Linked DNA regions of Mus musculus: all the other regions are linked to region 3. Evidence: chromatin contacts called from public ChIA-PET and HiChIP or PLAC-seq data. All regions are on one chromosome and are shown on one strand. The core of a region is the stretch at or near the end of the contact, and the rest is flanking DNA. Distances in the headings are between cores, read along the strand shown.

Region 1 (3,260 bases), core at 761-3,260, 430 kb before region 3:
CAAATACACATAAAACGAAAATAAATAAATCATTTTTATTTATTTCATATATGTGTTTCTGTAGCCTCCCCCAGCCTTGAAGCAGGCTGATTCAGACCTCACTGCCTCTGAGTATGAGAGCACCTGGGGTGGAGCCTTCTAATTTAGATGGCTCTATTGTTCTGTCACCTGCCCCTGCTCTTCTCCAAGATACTGCTACCTGCTGAGAGGCCCTTGAGATATTCTGGAGACAGTGGCAGATCCGGCAGATTGCCTACATACAGCCTGACATCAAGAATGGATTGGCAGGAGATGAGCCTCCCTCCTTTATAAGCACAGACTCTTAGTAAACTGTGGGGCCTTGAACAGAAACATGTCTTGGCCTCCATTATTTCTCTCACCGTTTCCTTCCATATAGCTCCAGCCTCCCACTCAGGAACCCAGGTAGTGTGGCTGCAGGTGGTTACATGTTTCTTCAGACACACCAGAAGAGGGCATCGGATCCCACTACAGACGCTGTGAGCCACCATGTGGTTGCTGGGAATTGAACTCAGGACCTCTGAAAGAGTACTCAGTGCTCCTAACTTCTGAGACATCTCTCCAGCCCAAATAAATAATTTTTTAAAGGTTCTTATGGCCGGGCAGTGGTGGCGCACACCTTTAATCCCAGCACTTGGGAGGCGGAGGCAGAGGCAGGCAGATTTCTGAGTTCGAGGCCAGCCTGGTCTACAGAGTGAGTTCCAGGACAGCCAGGGCTACACAGAGAAACCAAAAAAAAAAAAAAAAAAAAAAAAAAAATTCTTATGATCTCTTTCTTTATCCCAGGAAACCCCTCCCTCCCCCCTGCTGCCGGGTGGGCTACACCTCTTTGGAGAAATATTAGTCTTAGTTAATCTCCCCTCAGATAATGTTTGCTTTTTGTTGTTGATGGTGGTTGGTGGTGGTTTGATTTTTGAGACAGAGTTTCTCTGTGTAGCCCTGGGAACTCATTCTGTAGACCAGGCTGGCCTCGAACTCAAGAATTCTGCCTCTGGAGTACTGGGATTAGTGGTGTGTGCCACTAATACCAGGCTTGCTTATTTTTGAGACAGTAGCCAGGCTAGCCTCATAGCCAGTTGACCTTTGTCAAAGACAACCCCCCCATCCTACCTCCCCCCACCCAGGAAAGCCTCAAGGCTAAGGCTGAAAAGACCCAGGTGCGAGGTGCGGGCCCTAGGTCAAAAAGCTTGCAGAGTCTGACTTGGTGACTCATTCTTCATACATGTTTAAGAGTAGCAAAACCTTGGGAAGGGGTTTCCACGAACCACAACCAGGCAAAGCTACCTAGAAAGAAATGCCCTAGCAAGGTGGTAAAGTACTTGTGACATTTACAGTAAGCAGGAGTTCTATAGGCCCATAAACAAAGCTTAAGGCTGGGACCTAGAGGGAGCATCTGTGATTAGCATAAGAATAGATTCTCTGCCTGGTCAAAAAGTGAGGTCCAGGACAGCCAGGACTATACAGAAAAAAACCTGTCTCGAAAAACCAAAAAAAAAAAAAAGAATAGATTCTATTTGGAAGTAGGATGCAAGTATGTGGGGCCTTTTCAAAGGGATGAAGTTTATTCCCTGAGAGACAAAGCCCAAGATTAGGGCCTAAACAACCTTCAGGAAGGATTCCTGTGGAGGCTGGCTCCTCCTTGGATCACTAGGTTGGACCACCATCACCTGCATTCCAGGCGCCATTGATTTCCTTCGGTTGACTGACAACTCTGTTCTCTCCAAAGCTTTCTGTAAGACTTGAGTTCCTGGCCCTTCTGAGGGCAGCAGTTAGAAGCTTTGAGCACTGGACCCACTTTAAGGATTTTGCTTTTGTTTTCAGGGTTGGGGACAGAAACTAGGGTCTCACACAGGCTAGGGAAGTGCTCAGCCCCTAGACTACACCCCTAACACTTTGTTTTTAACAGTGGGATTGAGGCAATACTCTGGGGGGAGAACAGCAGGCCTCAAGGGAAAGTCTTCATCAGGCCTATGATCTAACTGTGGACTATGATCTTCAGACCAACTGCTAAGAAGTGAGGAAGTACTTCCTATGGGCGGAGCTGGGGCTAGAAAGCTCTGGGCTTCAGAAGACTCAAATTCAGTAGGATTCCTTTCTGCATCCAAGAGAGTATTGTCAGCACCAGGCTGTGAGGCAGAACTGGAGAAACATTTGATGACATAGATGATGTTGTCTGTCACATGCTTGTCTCTAATGATCCTTCCCTGCAGTCCGTAGCTTTGTGAGTGGACGATTTCACAATGACACTGGATGGAGTCTCGGAGCACAGAATGGTTTCTTGTCAGTCTCTGAGTCTGACACCAGACTTCGGGTCCTGGACTCAGGCAGGATTCTCTAAAGGGGTCCATAATGTGCTGGACCCCATCCCTCAGTCTTCCTCCCACTTCTAAGCATTTATCCCAAGGAACCAATCAGTTCCTGATTAAGGTGCACTGTGTAGAGGAGCTGACCTGTTTACACTAATGAAAAATGAGAAACAGCCACGAGTTTGACAGCAGATGACTTCATACATCATAGGACAGGTGATTGCATCCATAACAAATAGGTATGACTCAAGGTGAGCCTCAGCTGCGGGGAAACCCCCAAATGAGACTCGTGAATAGAGTTTGATGGAAGAGGTTTATTGTTTCAGTGCTCTGGGGTCATCTTGCACTCAGAGGAGAGGCGACCTCTTCTCTTTCTTTCACAAGGTTTTTGTACAATTTTTGAGGGCAGATTACAGCAACAGCAACTAAACACAAAATGATTGGTGGTTCTGGTGCCCTTTACATTAATTGGCAGGGCAGAGAGGGGGACTCAGGGACCTTCCCTAAGGTCTGGTGGGAAGTTCCAAGTTGGGGCTCTCTCGTGGCCAAGGAGATGCATTTGTCTATGTTGTGCAAGGAAGAATTCTGACATAGGTTGAGACAAAACACAGACAACTGGTTGCTGATTCATTTCACCGGACTCTTGGCCTTTAGTGATGTTTGGACCATGATAACATGCCACCAGTTGCAGAGAACTGACAGCAATGCAAGCCATTCTTAGACTAAAGGGAGTTTTGTCCAGAGGAGGATCGATCCATGCATGCCCCCTCCTTCCAAAGGCTGGTGCACTTTTCTGTTCATTCACAAATCACCCCCCTTCCCAGCTGAGGTGGGGGAGGTTGGGGGTGGAGTGGACTCAGGGCTGCCTCCTGAATGCTTGGGAAGCTCTCTCCTACTGAGCTGCCCCTTTGATCTCTTTCTACCCCGACCCACGGG
Region 2 (3,528 bases), core at 1,004-3,503, 390 kb before region 3:
TAACTAGATAGAGCCTGGGGGAGAAGGGGTATTGCTTTGTGCAGAGAGAGCAGTCTTGATTCCTGAATCTAGTGACATGCCAGGCTAAGGCCTTCCCCTCCAACCTTGTTCAGGGCAAGTATGTCAAATCTGGAGTCCAATGGCGTGCCTTCCCCAGACTTGTTGTGTTGGGCTCACATAGAGGTTGTAGGGACCTAAGCCAGAGACCTGGTTCTGCCCCAGTGCCTGTGGGCCTTTGGGCAAATGTGCTAAGGTCTCTGCCTGCTTTCCCAACCTGTGCAGATAGGATTGCCTTGAGGCTGAGGCCCGGGGTTAGATGGGTTAGCACACAGGGCTGCCTGCCAGCATTTCTATCTGCACTGCAGGCTCTCATCTGAGTTACAGGACTACTGGGGCATATGACAGATTACTCCTGCCTTTCTCTGGCCAGGGAAGCTGTGGGACTGGTTTTGGCCCCTGAGCTAAGAATGAAATGTGTGTCCTTCCAGGGCAGACTCTTAATCAGCAGTGCCATGGACGGGTTTTCCCTCTGACCCAGTGACTGGTGGCATGGTGACAGTTCTTTGGGTCTCTGGGAGTGACCCAAAAGTGGTGTCAGTAAGATGAAGCTTACCACAAGTGTGTGTTTCTGCCAAGACACTACCATCTGAGGGGCGTTGGCTGCTGCAGTGTATCCTCACAGGTCCTGACCAAAACAGGTTGTACTTGGGTCTCAGGATTAAGACTTGTACATGAAATGCCCAGGAATGGTGGCACTGGGGGTGGGGAGTGGAGAGAAAGCCAGTGTTAGATCTTCCTTCCACAGTTACTTTTCCCTGTGTGTGTGTGTGGGCCAGCACCTGAAGGAGAGGGTGGAGCAGCAGGAGGGACGGTGGGCGGGGCAAGGGGAGCAAAGGACGAGGCCACTCGTGAAGAATTAGCAATGAACCTGTTACGTTCTCATTTGTTTATTTTCAAAGATTTATTTCCTTATTTTATGCTTATTGATTTCTCTGTATGCATGTACACCTCCATGCCAGAAGAGGGCATCCCATCCCAGTATAGATGGTTGTGATCCACCATGTGGTTGCTGGGAACTGAACTCAGGACCTCTGGAAGAGCAGACATTGCTCTTAGCCACTGAGCCATCTCTCTACACCCTCTTCATTTTTTCTTTCTTTCCTTTTTTTTCCTTCTTTTTTTTTCTTGAGACAGAGTTCCTCTGTGTATCAGAGCCCTTGCCTTTCCCGCACTCAGTTTGTAGACCAGGATGGCCTCGAACTCACAGACCTCCACCTCCCTCAGTGTCTAGTGTTGGAATTAAAGGTGTGTACCACCGTGCCCGGTCTTTCTTTAAAAATTTGTAAGCACAGCATGGCTCGGTCACTTGGCACTGACCCGTTGGCCCCTTTCTGACCAGGACTCCCTGCTGGGTCCTTTGTAATATTGCTTTATCCTTGCTTGGATTTCAGAGACCTTAAGCTTTTTTCTCCTGCCATGTTCTGTCCCCGAGAAGGCAGAGCTGCTGTCCTGGGAAAGACTGGGCGAAGTCCATGTTCTGAACTGTTCCAGGATTTCCCTTCTATAGTGGAGAAAGTACCAGTCTTGATGGTGTCCATCTGTGTGTGAAACTCCCAGTTCCCACTATTGTCAGCCTGAAACTTGGTTATCAATTATGGAGGCTAATGTGGGGTTGTCAGGTGCTGAGTGCATAGGGTTGGGGTAGAGCTGGGTGTGGTTTCACATGCCTGTTATCTCAGTAGCTACAGGCTGAGGATTGCATGTTTGAGGCTTGCCTGAGCTGCACAGTGAAGCCCTGTGTGGAAAAAACAAAGTCTGTGCTCTTTTGCCCATTCTAAGGCATTTCTTACTCCCTTCCTTCCTAACTTTGTGTGCAGGCAAGCTGGGGAGGTGAGCCGGTGTGGAGAACTCACTTGTGTCCTCACTGATCTATATGGGGTATGATGTCATGGGCATGCCCAGGAGAGGCTAGCACAGCACAGCTGATCTTGACGCAGTAGCAGATGGAAGCTAGGCTGTCCACCTGTTTGTGTTATAGGTCCTGGAAGTGCGAATGCCCTGCCCTGTGAGCTCAGGGATGAGTGTTAGCTTGCCTTGCTCCCCTTGCAGGCAGGAACGTTTGCTAACCTGAATTGGAAATCTGTGCATTACCAAGCCCTGCTTCTCCTTTCATTCTAGACCACAGCTGTGTCAGGCTGTGTGTGATGTGTGTGGTGCAGGCAGGGCAAGAGGTGTGAGCTCAGAGCCTTGAAGCTGAGAGAAGTGGCTTGTGCCTGTGGTTCAGTCTTCAGGGGCCACCACAGAAGATGCTGAAAGAGACCCTGTCTCAAGCAGTCTTTTCATAAGAATTTGCTCAGAGCTTACAGTGGTGGTTCATGCCTAGCCAGGCTGTGAGGGCAGTGTGGGCTTTCATCTTCTCTCTCTTTTTTATCCCACACACTGCATGGTTCCTCCTGCCTGGGCCAGAAGCTGACAGCTCCAGCCCCGGGCGGCAGCAGCTCAAGTTGTCCTTAACTCTAGGCAGGGAAATGAAGTTCTCCAGCGTCACCTGTGCTCTGGTGTCCAAAGCTGGCAGCGGCTCGTGTGGAGAGAAGCATCCAGAGGCATGGGTTGGCACCAGCAACCTATGACATTCGTGCAGAGCCTTGAGGCTGATTGCCAGGCCTGACAGTGGTGGACAGAGGAAGAGCCAGGGTCCCTTGGCACCAGAGCGCAGCCTTTGACTGTATGGCCTTTGTCTGTGGGAGATGGGAATGTTACTCCTGCAAGTGCTGGGGCTCCAGGATTCTACCAGCATGTCACTTTTCTTAGGGAGAAGAGGCCAGCACAGAGCTCACACCCAACACTGTGACTACCCTGACTACTCTTCCCTCATGCTGTCTCCCCCCCTCCAAGTTTTTTTTTTTTTTTTTTTTAACAACAAAATGACACACTTGACACCTGTCCAGAATATCAGTGTTGCCCAGACAGTAAAAGTTTCACAGCAGCAAGGGACATGTTAAGAATGGGTAGTCCCAAGGGGAGTCAGACAGAAAGGCACAAGTCACTGAAAGGGCCACACCCTTGGAATTCTATTGACAAAGGCCCAGCAGCATAGCCCGTCTTTGTATGCCTTTCTGTTCATTTTATGTCGGTTCAATCACCCACCATCACCCACTCATCCAACCTTATACCTTTCATAAGTGTGGCATTCTGAATTCCATAGAATCTGCCTGGAGCTTTCTGTTTGGTTTTCCTTCGTCGTGGTATGTAGTCTGGTACTGTGCAGCTCTGTGGGCTCCTGTGGTCATTCAGGTAGACAGTGGAGATCTGTAGTGCCTTTGTCTTCTTGGGTGGGGGTTTCTGGGAAGTGTGGGCTGTTACTGGGACCCATTGTAAGTGGAGGGGCATTATGCTTTGCACCTGCTCTACCTGTAAGGTCATTTTGACTTAAAAAGATACAAGAGACACATGGGTGTCATTAGGGGACAGACTATTATAAAAAATTCTTGTGTTTTTACTTATTAAGAATGAACATTTAGAATCACC
Region 3 (3,372 bases), core at 554-3,053:
CAGAGAATGACCTCGAAATTCGGATTCTTTTTTTTTTTTTTCTTTTGTTTTTGTTTTTGTTTTTGCTTTTTTGTTTTTTTTGAGACAGGGTTTCTCTGTGTAGCCCTGGCTGTCCTGGAACTCACTCTGTAGACCAGGCTGGCCTCGAACTCAGAAATTCACCTGCCTCTGCCTCCCAAGTGTTGGGATTAAAGGCGTGTGCCACCACTGCCCGGCGAAATTCTGATTCTCCTGCATCTACTTCCAAGTGCTGTGATTACAGATGGGAGCCACCACTCCCAAGCTAAAATGTACTTTTCCCCTAGTGGTTCTGGGAATTGGACCCAGGGTCACGTTTGGGTGTCAGGCAAGTGTTTAGCCACTGATTTGACACTCTATTTTAAATTTTGCTCTTTCCCAAGGCACTTTCACAGGTTTCCACCTTGTCCCTCATGCATGGAAGTCTGTTTCCAGGCTTCTTACTGTGTTCAAGTCTTTTTTTCTTTCGTTTTTTTTTTTCTTCTAGTGTTTCTTTTATTCCCCCCACCCACATCATATTAACTCATAGCAATGAGTGAGGGAATTCAGTGGTTTCCAACAGTGTTCGAACCACAGAAAGCAAGGTTGAGTGTGAGGCTGGAGAGCTGCATCTCAGTGAGTTTATTGGACACAGATTTCAATACCAGAAGCTCTAACAACTCAGGGTCCTCCTTCCAACAAGTATGACGAGCAGATTACACAGTCTGTGATCATCTGCTGGGATGAAGAGAAGAGAGCATGAGTCCATCTGTTCCCTCTTCTCCCACATGGAAGTTCTGCGTTATCAGTGACGTTACCATGGCATAGACTGTGATAAATGAAACTGTGTCAGAGGTGAGACAACATTTTTGTGTGTCTGAACAGAGAGTGCGTTTAAACAGATACAACTGTTCTCTGCCCCAATTCCTGTTACAGGGCGAGACAACACGAGGCCGGAAGAAACCTCTGAGATCATCTGGTTCAGATCATTTTCAGATGGGTGGGGTGGCCATATCCAGAAGTTCCTGGAACAGCCTCAGTTTATGCCAGTTGTGCCAGAGTAATAATGGCGAGAACTGCCTTTCAGAATCTCAACGTCTCATTGGAGATAAGCATCATCACTTTATTGATGAGGAAATGACATTTCCAGGGGCTAAGTGAGGTTTCCCACTAATTAAGACTAGTTAATGTTGACGGCAGCGCTCCCCAATCCTGATCCTAGGAAATCCATCCAAGTGTGAAACTATTTGAAATATTTTTCTTATTAAGTATGATGTGAATTTATTACTAACTAAACACCTGGGGAACTGAAATGAAGACTTAATTGGATTTTAGACACAAAGCTCGGTGATCAAATTATTGATGACAGAGCTAAAGTAAACACTGGGGATGAAGTAATTTTTGAAAACTCATGCAAATTTCCTAAGTGCATCACATGGCCAGACTTCAAGTCTTTTCAAGTCTGTTTATTACTTTCTGGTAGCAGAATGACATGATCTTAGTTTCATTTATTTTCTCTGTTTCTCCAGACTATATATTTTCTCAATGACTATATATTTTACATATTATTGGAAAGAAAATAATTGGATTAATGGTTATTCTAAAACGATGACATCTTCCTGCACCTGTCACCCAGTTGCATGGGAGTCAGAGTCACTGCATGCCTGGTCCCTTTCCATCTGTGATCTCATGGAATCCTCACAGAAGCCCCATATGTTGTCAGTTCGTGGTGTAGATGACTCTGAGGGCCCCCAGGAGGTAGCCTGTTTAAGGGCAGAGAGAGCATGTGGGCCTGGGAAACCACATGCAGCCTGTCTGCTGTGCGAGTCCATGTGAGAAAGCCACATCCTCTAATCAGCAGACAGGGCTGTGACTCTCACAGCAGCTGCATCTCCTCCTCTTCCTTCCTAACTGTGCCCCCGTCCTGGCCCAGTCCTTCAAGTCGGATGGTGATTTAACCGACCAAATGTCTTCCACACAGATATAGATAGCAAGGGGCCAAGATCCGGGGACTGTGGTTTCATTAAAAATATATTTTTATTTGTTCTTTGACAATTTCATAATTTAGACAATGTGTCTGATAATAGCCCTGCTCCCCACTCCTTTCTCCAGAGTCCCCCACACGTGTCCTTCCCCTTTATGTCCCTCTACTCTTCTTCCTCCTTCCCTTCCTCCTCCTCCTCCCCCTCCTCCTTCTTTTAAATAATCTACTGAGTCCAGTTAGTCTTACCAGTATGCATATGGGCAACCCAGCAAGGGCCAGAGGAAAAATGACTTCTCTTTCTGTAACAACCCTTACCTTAGTTGTCAAAATCTCCTCAGCTAGTGCTGGGCCTGAGCCCACCCCATTCTTGGATTCATGTACTTAGTGACTGGCTTGGTTTTGTGCAGGTAACTCTAGCTTCTTTGAAACACACACACACACACACACACACACACACACACACACACAGAGAGAGAGAGAGAGAGAGAGAGAGAGAGAGAAAGAGAGAGAGAGGTAAATATAATAAAAAAGAAAGCAAATACCAATTCAATCTTTCATGTCCCATCAGAGGTAGTTTTCCTTTGGGTATCTACTTTGAGACATGAAAATTAAACCGAGTTAGTCACCCTAACAAGGAGGGTAGGGTAGGAGGGAACAGTAGCTGGGGTTACGGGCAGAGGACACTGGGGTAGGCATTTCTGTGTCCGGAACCCTGGAGAGACTGATTTCACTGTAGCGGTCACTGACAGACCTTCCAGACCCATCTGTGTTTATACGATTTAGTAAATCTATGACATCACTATGCAGGGCTGTTTCAGATTATATACTAGAATGAGGATGTTCTGTGTTCAGAGCACAGACTGAGTGAATCGCCTGGGCAGGTTTCTTCTCCATCATCTCAGTTCTCTTCTGCCATCTGCTGGGGCAGGCACTCTACAGCATGGAGAACCAGGGAAGAGCTTGTCGCAAGCCCCTGACAGTGATATATCCAACAGCAATACGCTGAAAAGGCTGGAGAGGCAGGCTTTACACCATCCTGCCTTCCTTTCCCAGCAGATCTTCTGGGGTTTTCAAAGATTAACATAGTTCCTAGTATTTTTTAAATGTAACAGCCTTATAGTAGCAGCTGTTGCTACACTTGAAACATTTTAAACAGTATTTTATAAATGACACAGAAGCACACAGGTTTGAGTTTAAAAAAAAAAAAAGAGAAACAGAAGCGCAGAGATTGAGGAAGTGGAGCCACGAGCTGGCAGCGGAGCCCCACCAGAAGCTTCCTTGACACTGGGGTACACACTTTTCTCACAAAGCATTGCAGAAAATAAAAGCAAGGAAGAGTCCCAGAGAGGTGAGTCAAGCTGCTGTTCAGTGCACGAAGGAAGGCTGTGGTC
Region 4 (3,056 bases), core at 324-2,823, 300 kb before region 3:
TCTCATACATCACTAGTGAGAATACGAGAGAGAGAGAGAGAGAGAGAGAGAGAGAGAGAGAGAGAGAGAGAGAGAGAGAGACACACGGCCAGTCTGTGAGACAGCTTGTCTCTTGGATGACTACAAATTCCAAACCTCACTCCCAGGGCTGTAAAGGAGAAACACTATTCTTCAGATTTATATGCCATCTATGTGACATTATATATGCCATTTATATGAGAATCTCAATCAGAGAAAAATCTTTGATGGGGAATATTTTTTGTTCCTTCTGATGGGTTGGTCATTGAGAAGGGATGCCTTGTAAAGAGACTTTCCATGGTTATACTTATATAGCCTATGTGTTCATGCAGCTCCAGGTTACAAAGGTAGTGGGTGTGTTTATCAAAAACGACCAAGCTAGGTGGTGGTGGTGCGCGTGGTTAATTTGAGCACTCGGAAGGTAGAAGAAGGCAGATTTTGAGGTCAGCCTTGTCTACAGAACAAGTTCCAGAACAGTCTGGTCTACCCAGAAAAACCCTGCCTTAAAAAGCCGACTGACTAACCAACCAACCAACCAACCATCAACCAAAGCCAGACAGTGGCAGTGCATGCCTTTAATTCCAGCACTTCTAGCAACTAGAGGCGGAGGAAGCAGGTGAATCTCTGTGAGTTCTAAGACAGACTTGTCTACAGAGCAGATTCTAGTATAGGCTACACAAAATGGCTCTGTCTTGAAAAACCAGAAACAAATGAATTTTTAGGGTTTATATACACAAGTTATACATATATTTATATATAGTGTGTCTCCCTCAAATTCATCAACCTTAGAAGAATACTGATTCTAAGAATTTACACCTGTGTACGGAAATATCTGTAATTTGTTTTGAAATCTATCATCAAGTTTAGGAAGATGGGGTAAAGAGAACACACTTATGTAGTAAGTAAACATAATAAAAATGATGGCGGCTGGAAGATAAATGGATGGGTGCTCTGTGCAAAATTCAACAGTCCTTTTTTTTTTCCTGTACTTTTATAACAGTATTTAGGGGGAAATACCTGTTTAGTTCTCTTAGAAAGTTATACTATCTATATCTGTATCTATAGAAAGATAAACACTATATTGCTAAACACAACAAAGACAAAACTACCACAAATTTTATACAGTTACTATAGCTAAAGGAATCATGTTTAATACTGCCAATAAATAGCCTTTCATTTATTCAGCTAGTATTTATTATTTATATTATACATAAGACATACTACTGCCTTGAAAAACAACTAATATTTTAAACACTCACGACATGCCCCAAGTCATGTTATGTTTTTATGTATTCTACCTAAGAATCTTAAGTCCTGAATCAGTTATTATTTTATGATTACATACTTTCTTTCTCAGATAGTTCCAAAAAGAATTGCAGGATTTCATCTCAGTTTAAAAACAAAGTATAAATTTATGCTGCTGATCTAAAAATGACCCTAGGAACAGGCAAATATTTGTAAGAATAAACATAAAGCCCTCAACACTCACCAAAGAGTCACATTTCCCAGGAGGCTCGTGTTGTTACTGAGACCTCGGAAGGGCTAAAGATAAATCCATGGCTACAGGAAGTGAGCTAACGCACCACTCACAGTTCACAGGAAAGCATGTGGCAATGGCTCGCCTAAAGATTCCCTCCAAACCCCAGAAGACTGAAAGAGAAGAACTTAAGGCCCTGGGAAGACACCAAGTAACTGACGCTGCACAGCACACACTGTAAGAATGACTTTAGGAAAGCAGAATCGAGGGTCTGTCTACCAGCTGGTTTTTAGAGCCATGCTGAAGAAACTGAAAGTAAAGCAACAAGATAGGGAAGAGATGTTAAGAGTCAGGCCTCGATGCAAATCTTAGTTTTTCTCAGTCACTCAGTTATTTTACACAAAATTGTTTACCAGTTGTCTTAGGGTTTCTATTGCTTTGATAGAATATCATGACCGAAAGGAACTTGGGGAGAAAAGACTTTATTTTACTCTATATCTGTATGACAGTCCAACACTGAGAGAAGTCAAGGTGGGAACTCAAAACAGGGCAGGGACCCAGAGACAGGAGCAGATACAGAGGCCATGGAAGAGGCCTACAGGCTCTGCTCAACACGGCTTGCTCAGACTGCCTTCTTACACCAAGGATTGCCAGCCCAGGAGTGGCCCCACCTACAGTGAGCTGGGCCCTACCCCATCAATCACCAATCAAGAAAATGAAGAATTGTCTTAGCCACTCTGGAACCCTTCTATCCCATCCCTCCCCCCCCCTTTCCTCTAAGAGGGCGCTCCCCCACTCCCACCCTGGAAAAATATGGAACACTTCACAAATCCTTCTGCAGGGGCCATGCTAATCTTCTCTATTCAAATGACTCTAGTCTGGATCAAGTTGACATAAAAGTAGCCAGCACACCAATCAAAACCTCTGTTACTTGTATGGTATGAGGGACAAAAAAAAAAAAAAAATCTGGTTGCTGGACTTATGAAATGAGATAAACATATATAGAAATATTCAGGTGAATGAGTGACTTGTCAATATTATTAAGTAGGCTTTAATTTTATCAACACTAGGAAACTCAGTTATTCCAAGGACTCTTGGTCATCCCCACCCCCACCCTGACCTGGTCCCAGGCCATCTGGACATTCCCACGCACTCATGAGGAGGTGAAAGTTCATTCACCCTGCCTGGCTTTTCTCTAAAGCACTGAAGAGTTTACAATGTAGGTGGAAGTTTGTCTGAGTTACAGGCTTCAGCTTTAAAAACAGTTGTTGTCTATTCTCCCTGGGAAAAAATGTGCAGTATCTAGCAAAGGTCCTTTTTATAAATTTTCTTCTGCACAGAGAGGGTGTAATACCAGTAACAAACTGTTCACATGCTATATATCTAAGAGATAGGCAAGCAAGTATTTCCTGAAGGAAAATTATTCAACTTAAAAAACAGAAGTTAAGCTGGAGAGACGGCTCAGCAGTTAGTTAAGAATGTCTGTTGCTCTTCCTAAGAACCTAAGTCCATTTCTCAGAATGAATGTTGGTAGCTTATACAATATGTAATGCCAGCTCTA

What was found. HiChIP or PLAC-seq counts read pairs in DNA pulled down with a chosen protein or histone mark. ChIA-PET counts read pairs in DNA pulled down with a chosen protein or histone mark.
Region 1: an H3K27ac HiChIP or PLAC-seq map of T-cell acute lymphoblastic leukemia shows a contact between it and region 3, with 3 times the contacts expected there. The contact joins two enhancer-like sites. A contact is called at or near these places in 2 of 484 Hi-C or Micro-C datasets (CD8 T cells and natural killer cells) and 8 of 115 datasets of contacts at active chromatin or transcription factors (CD8 T cells, T-cell acute lymphoblastic leukemia, extraembryonic endoderm stem cells and 4 more).
Region 2: an RNA polymerase II ChIA-PET map of memory CD8 T cells shows a contact between it and region 3, with 10 read pairs. The contact joins two enhancer-like sites. A contact is called at or near these places in 5 of 39 promoter capture datasets (the C10 cell line, cranial neural crest, hippocampal neurons and 2 more), 1 of 15 datasets of contacts at CTCF or cohesin (large pre-B cells), 2 of 484 Hi-C or Micro-C datasets (the AML12 cell line and bone marrow-derived macrophages) and 10 of 115 datasets of contacts at active chromatin or transcription factors (the 230-238 cell line, T-cell acute lymphoblastic leukemia, cardiomyocytes and 5 more).
Region 4: a RAD21 HiChIP or PLAC-seq map of pro-B cells shows a contact between it and region 3, with 8 times the contacts expected there. The contact joins two enhancer-like sites. A contact is called at or near these places in 15 of 39 promoter capture datasets (the 3T3-L1 cell line, 3T3-L1-derived adipocytes, the C10 cell line and 8 more), 2 of 15 datasets of contacts at CTCF or cohesin (the NIH/3T3 cell line and pro-B cells), 4 of 484 Hi-C or Micro-C datasets (CD8 T cells, bone marrow-derived macrophages and natural killer cells) and 15 of 115 datasets of contacts at active chromatin or transcription factors (the 230-238 cell line, CD8 T cells, DN3 thymocytes and 11 more).

The regions. Positions count from the first base shown.
Region 1 is chr7:75,800,026-75,803,285 of GRCm38.p6, reverse strand. No RefSeq gene overlaps it. Among named protein-coding and RNA genes, the nearest start is that of AU020206, 20 kb to the right of the region's middle. Within about 2 kb of position 2,010, at least 47 of the 459 cell types and tissues checked have an H3K27ac peak or open chromatin away from gene starts, as enhancers often do. A contact at or near this core is called in CD8 T cells, T-cell acute lymphoblastic leukemia, memory CD8 T cells and 1 more, where this site is marked.
Region 2 is chr7:75,759,321-75,762,848 of GRCm38.p6, reverse strand. No RefSeq gene overlaps it. Among named protein-coding and RNA genes, the nearest start is that of AU020206, 21 kb to the left of the region's middle. Within about 2 kb of position 2,253, at least 27 of the 459 cell types and tissues checked have an H3K27ac peak or open chromatin away from gene starts, as enhancers often do. A contact at or near this core is called in memory CD8 T cells, where this site is marked.
Region 3 is chr7:75,370,627-75,373,998 of GRCm38.p6, reverse strand. No RefSeq gene overlaps it. Among named protein-coding and RNA genes, the nearest start is that of Sv2b, 63 kb to the right of the region's middle. Within about 2 kb of position 1,803, at least 149 of the 459 cell types and tissues checked have an H3K27ac peak or open chromatin away from gene starts, as enhancers often do. A contact at or near this core is called in the 230-238 cell line, CD8 T cells, T-cell acute lymphoblastic leukemia and 7 more, where this site is marked.
Region 4 is chr7:75,668,203-75,671,258 of GRCm38.p6, reverse strand. The region is part of intron 10 of Akap13 (A kinase (PRKA) anchor protein 13); the gene reads right to left. Among named protein-coding and RNA genes, the nearest start is that of AU020206, 110 kb to the left of the region's middle. Within about 2 kb of position 1,573, at least 106 of the 459 cell types and tissues checked have an H3K27ac peak or open chromatin away from gene starts, as enhancers often do. A contact at or near this core is called in the 230-238 cell line, CD8 T cells, T-cell acute lymphoblastic leukemia and 7 more, where this site is marked.